Linked DNA regions of Zea mays: region 2 is linked to region 1. Evidence: chromatin contacts called from public Hi-C data. All regions are on one chromosome and are shown on one strand. Each heading gives the region's core, a stretch centred on a gene start, on an enhancer-like site or on the middle of the called end of the contact. The rest is flanking DNA. Distances are from core to core; before and after follow the strand shown.

Region 1 (2,955 bases), core at 402-2,901:
TCAAATAGGATTTCTAGGGACTAAAGTTTAGTAGAGTGACTATGGTCATGTTTGGAAGCAATCCAATTTTTATTTTTTAGCTAGGAGAGGCTAGGTTTTTGGTTTTTAAGAAACTGTGAATCCAATTTCTATAAACTGAGGCATAAACCGGTATGTTTGGAACTAGCTCAGTTTTCATAAATCAGTTTCTTAAAAACTGGATGGTTTCAAACAGACCATAAAGGAACCAAACACCCCGAAATAAAATAGAGGGACTAAAATTAGTCCTTTGAAACCAAGCAACCCCTAAAGTTGCCGAGAGGGTGCTGAACGCTGAATAGAGCAGGTGCATCATGTTTGGAGTTTTCCTCCAAATGGGTCTGGCTCAATTTCAGATTAAACCTACATGCATGCTATTTAAAACACAATATGAACGCAGTTACTTTCCATATTTGTAAACCTAAGACGAGATCAAGAGCAGCTCATAAACATGTCTAGATCTCCTCTCCAATGCTTGGACTTGCGAAAGGAGTGCTCATAAACACGTCTAGATCTTTTCTCCAGCTCATAAACCTAAGACTAAGTTGCTGACAAATGCATAGCATGTCGTAGTGTTTTGAAAACAAGCACCCGACCCATCAAGCAGCAGCAGCGACTAGAAAACCATGGTAGCTGTGAGCATGATAGAGCTTGAGCAAACAGAAGCAGGTGTGGAGAAGGACATGATATGATCCGTTGGTGCATACCTTGCTCCGTGGTGCTGGCAGAGTTGCTCCCCTGCGAGGCGTTGGACCTCCTCCCGGTCCCGCCGACGACGGCGGGCGCCAGGGAGGCCATGGAGTTGCGGCGCTCGACGCGCTTCTGCCGGGCCTCGAGGCGGCGGCGGCTCTGCGTCTCGCGGCGGCGCCAGCGCTCCTCCTCGGTCTCGGTGGGCAGCGAGGTGGTGCGCAGCAGCGGCAGCGGCGCGGCGTCGGCGTCGGCGTGGAGGGAGGAGACGGAGCAGACGGAGGCGATGGAGGAGGAGCGCGCCAGGCGCGGGCGCTTGGCGTCGGTGGTGCCGAAGCGGCCGCCCAGGGAGAGACCGAGGCTGAGCTCGACGTCGTCTGTCCGGCCGGCGGCGGCGGCGGCGTCGTCCTGGTGGCCCGCCCCTGCCCCGAAGACGCGCAGGAAGTCCCTGGACGCCATCGCGGCCTCCCCCCGCACGCTAGAGCTATTATTTAACAGGATGCAGCTAGCTGCTCCCAGGCAAGGAAGAAGCTTGGGGAAGAATTGGTTAAGAATCCATGGACTGGCAACGACCGACGAATGGGGAACAGCAGCAGGATGCGGCCGGATCCGCCCGCGGCCAAGGAGACGCGAGCGAGGCAATGGCCACCGCGACCGCGAGCAGCAGGTTGGAATTGGGAGAACGGGAGGGGAGGGGAGGCGAGAAGATAAGAAAGAGAGCAATCAGCAGATCTCCGCCCCGCCCCGTCCTTCCCTGCCTGCAGAGGGCGATTGGTGAGGCTCGGCGGGGGACGTGGCCGTCTAATCCGAATTGCCCCCGCTCGATCCGAGGGGGCAGGTAGCAAAAGGGAAGGCCTGCGTTTCTTGGTGTGCCTGGATGGGTCGGGTGGTGGCGTGGTGCTATGCAATTGGCAATTGCTTTGCTTCAGGGTTATTATTATGGCGTCGGTAATTGCCGATTAGTGGCAGGCAGCGTGTTTGGTGGGTGGGCGAGGAGGACTGGAGGAGTGGGGGGCGGACCGCGCCGGCACGTGTTGCTGTTGGGTGGGTCACCGCCACGTCGACTCTCGTCAGGCGAGGCGATGAGCCGAGCCAAGAACAGGTAGCTTCCCTCTCCCCTCCAGCGGAACGGCTCACGGGCTCAGGCGCTCAGCTCGGGCTCGGCCAAGCTATAGCTACAGGTGCGGCCGTGAGGGGACGTGGCACGTGCTGGACCAGGCGCGGTGCTCCCCCACGACGCACAAGTGGCGCGGCAACTAGGCAGGGGGGAGGCGTGAGGGTGGGGCCCACGCAGAGGAAGAAAACGAAATAATAAAAAATTGTGTATATCGTGTCGACTCTGGGATCTGCCACGTACGTGCTGTACGCTGCTGCGCGACGTGGGCGAACCGGACGGCGACATGCGTCCACGGTGGCGGCTGTGGGGGGCATAGAAGTAGAGCTAGAACCGAGGCCAGAGAGCATGGACGTGCATTTAATAAATACTACTACTACTAGTAGTTTTTAATGCTGCTGGTGCTGGTAGCAAACCTTTGAGCGTCCCCGATCGGTCACGTCGCCGGGCAGCGGGACAGGCGAACAGCCGTCGAGGGCCTGTCCTGTCCGATCGAACCCAACCACTGTTCACTCCAGGTGACCTGCATCTGCGAGCCATTTAGCTATTTGCACCGTGAATTGCGTATGTGCGCATATACAATTATTATTTTTCACCTAAACAATATCATCTCAACAAACAATTCTGATTACTTGCTACCTCCCTCACATTCGCATTTATGCATTGGAGGAGAGTGGAGAGGTTGTACAGATTTATATAACGTCACGTTTTTATCATTGGAATTGAATTCTATTTTAATAATAATAATTTTGACATATATCAATTAAACTAATTTAGTTTTATGCAAAATATATTTATATACTATTATTAACAAGATGTCGGAGATATTTATGTGCTATATTTTTACTATAAAAGAGTGAGATGAAGAATGTCATATAAGTTACACAGTAGAAACAAATTCTACTAATGCATAAAATCATTTCTCATCCTGCACCCCATAAATTTGAGATAGGCTTATATCTGAACTTTGGAAAGCGGTGGAATGTCAAAATTCCAAACTAAATAAATTACTTTATTGAGTGAATTCCAATTCCTCTAAAATGAATGGATCTAAACGCCCTGTAAGGCTATTCCCGGTGTATGTATAGTGTCATACGTGCTCAATACATGTCATGTTAGTACCAGAGAAAATAAAA
Region 2 (2,751 bases), core at 115-2,614, 130 kb before region 1:
GACGACGAACTCCGCTTCGCCCGACCCCAGGGCTCGGACTCGGGCTCAGCCCCGGAAGACGACGAACTCCGCTTCGCCTGACCCCAGGGCTCGGACTCAGCCCTAGCCTCAGCCGACGGTCTCCGCCTCGCCCGACCCAGGGGCTCGAACTCGACCTCAGCCTCAGAAGACAGACTCGACCTCGACCTCGGAGGAGCCTCCACATCGCCCAACCCAGGGCACGGACCGACCACGTCAACAGGAGGCGCCATCATTATCCTACCCCAAGCTGACTCAGGCTACGGGGAACAAGACCGACGTCCCATCTGGCTCGCTCCACCAGACAAGTAATGATGGTGCCCCACACGCTCTATGACGACGGCGGCTCTCAGCCCCCTTACGGAAGCAAGAGGACGTCAGCAAGGACTCGACAACCCCGACAGCTGTCCTTCCGCCAGGCTCCAGCGCTCCTCCGACGGCCACGACACCACACGAACCGGGTGCCAAGACCTCTCCGGCTGCCACAATGGCATGTACTTAGGGCGCTAGCTCTCCTCCGCTAGACACGTTAGCACACTGCTACACCCCCATTGTACACCTGGATCCTCTCTTTGCACTTATAAGAGGAAGGACCAGGGCCCTCTTACAGAGGGTTGGCCGCGTGGGGGAAAGGACGGGACAGACGCTCACGTGAGGCCGCTCGCTCCCTCCCGCGTGGACGCTTGTAACCCCCTACTGCAAGTGCACCCGACCTGGGCGCGGGATAAACACGAAGGCCGCGAGATTTCCACCTCTTACGCCCGTCTCCCTCCGGCTGCCTTTCCCCCCTTCGCGCTCCGTCTCGCGCCGACCCATCTGGGCTGGGGCACGCGGCGACAGTTTACTCGTCGGTCCAGGGACCCCCCGGTCTTGAAACGCCGACAGTAGCCTACCCCAACTTGCTTGAGACTAAAAGGCTATGTTGATGTTGATGATGATGTAGGGAGGGGATACATTTTATGAATTGGATGCATGCCCTAGTTGGTCATGCCAGAATTTGGCCATTCTCAAATCAGGTCATTTTTTTACTCCAAATCTTGGCCTACAACCAAATATGATATGTCAAACTTTGGTTTTGATATTTGTTGGCACATGATCAATTTTAGCCCTATATATTTTCGTTTTTTATATAACCGCCTATTCAGAAAAGAAAAAAAGAACCATTATTTCTGATTCTTTCAACCGCCGTTTCAAAATTCCCAAGGGCAAGTAGAGAAGAATCGAATGCTGTGATTATAATCCAATCGAATCCAAAGAAGAAGAAAAAAATAAGGCCTTTCCGGCCCGGTTATAGTATTCAGCAGGCCCGGTTCAGGACCAAACCAGCGGCCCACCAGACCAAGCACGCTTTCTTCTTCCTCTACTCGCGCCGCCGCGTCTCAAGTCTCAACGCTGCGCCAAAACGGCAAAACCCTACCCTGACCTGAACCCCAAACCCGCCGCGCCTCCTCCTTTCTCGTACTGCAATTCGGGACTAGCCGCCGCCAGTCTCGATGGGGAAGAGGAGCGGCAGCAGTAGGAAGGACAAGAACAAGGTCATTCTCCCACCGGAGCTGCCGCCGGAAATACACGACGATGAGGTGGATGTCAGCGAGGAAGACATCGAGTTCTATGCCACCGACAGCAGTAACGTTACACCCTTCCGCCACTTCGACAAGAAGTCCATCGACAGGTTGGTGTCGCTGGGCTCCGGGACGCTGCGCCTCCCAATTCCTCACTTCCCTCCCTTGTTGTTGCATTGCTGTTGATTGAGCGTAGAATTTCCATTTGGTTCGTGAAGGTATGTCGGGAGGGTTGCCGGGCGCGACGAGGGCGAGGTCGAGCGCCTCTACGAAGAGCGCCAGAAGCGGAAGGCCACAGAATCGTCGGGGAGACCCCGCGAGGATGATGATTATTTGGAGGTCGACCCCGTCGACGCACTCCCCACCAAGACGCTGCAAGGGGAGCTCGTCTACAATAGAGGTAAACCGTTCGTGGTTCCAGTAGATACACAATGCCAGTGGCTAATCATAACTATCAAGTCCGAGTTTCTAGTAACGTGATTATTGTAACGACTTTTTAACCTGTGCAAAACTGGAATGTCCTGTAAATTGTAATGCACTTGCAGTTAATAAAACATGTTATCACTTGCAAATGACATTTTTACACATTGGCGTCCGATTATTGAAGAATAATGACGGTGTGTTTTTTCAATTTTGTTCTGTTTATGGTGTAATAGTCACATAATTTTGTAACATGTATGTCATGACATGCAGCTAAGAAAGCAAGGTCTGAAGACAATTCCGGCAGTGTTAAGACTAAAGCTCAAGAGAATGGTGCAAATGCCAAGACAAATACTAAAAAAGATGAATCAAAGGGAAAATCTAAAAACAAAAAGGGAGATGATAATAAAGTGAAAAATATTCAATCCCAAACTGAAGTTCCAAAGGGACAACTACACTCAAATGTGCTGGTATTACTTCTGTTCCTTTTTATAAATATGCATCAGTCAAAATTCATTTTTGAAATCTCTTTTCTAGTTGCTCACTTACTCTAGTTCATTTTAGGGCTCAGGGTGTGTTGGTAGAATAAGTATACCAGTTTCTTGGTTCCTTTCTTTAGAGTAAGGATGTATATATCTGATCATACTATTGTCATGAAGCATGATTGTAATGGATTTTCTATGTTTGGTAGTAAATATGTAAGTATATTAGGCATATTCAACCTCAAGTAAGATATAGAAAGTGGTTTGTA

What was found. Hi-C and Micro-C count contacts between places; a contact is called where the count stands out from the background.
Region 2: a contact with region 1 is called in a Hi-C map of leaf, with 5 times the contacts expected there. The contact joins the promoter of LOC100501347 here to the promoter of LOC103636411 in region 1. A contact is called at or near these places in 2 of 25 Hi-C or Micro-C datasets (ear and leaf).

Annotation. Positions count from the first base shown.
Region 1 is chr1:74,155,655-74,158,609 of Zm-B73-REFERENCE-NAM-5.0, reverse strand. It overlaps LOC103636411 (ninja-family protein 6-like), which reads right to left and starts at 1,651. Exons shown (of 2, transcript XM_008658773.4): 1 at 726-1,651. The coding sequence starts at 1,164.
Region 2 is chr1:74,286,859-74,289,609 of Zm-B73-REFERENCE-NAM-5.0, reverse strand. It overlaps LOC100501347 (binding), which reads left to right and starts at 1,364. Exons shown (of 13, transcript NM_001196096.1): 1 at 1,364-1,690; 2 at 1,799-1,980; 3 at 2,274-2,470. The coding sequence starts at 1,512.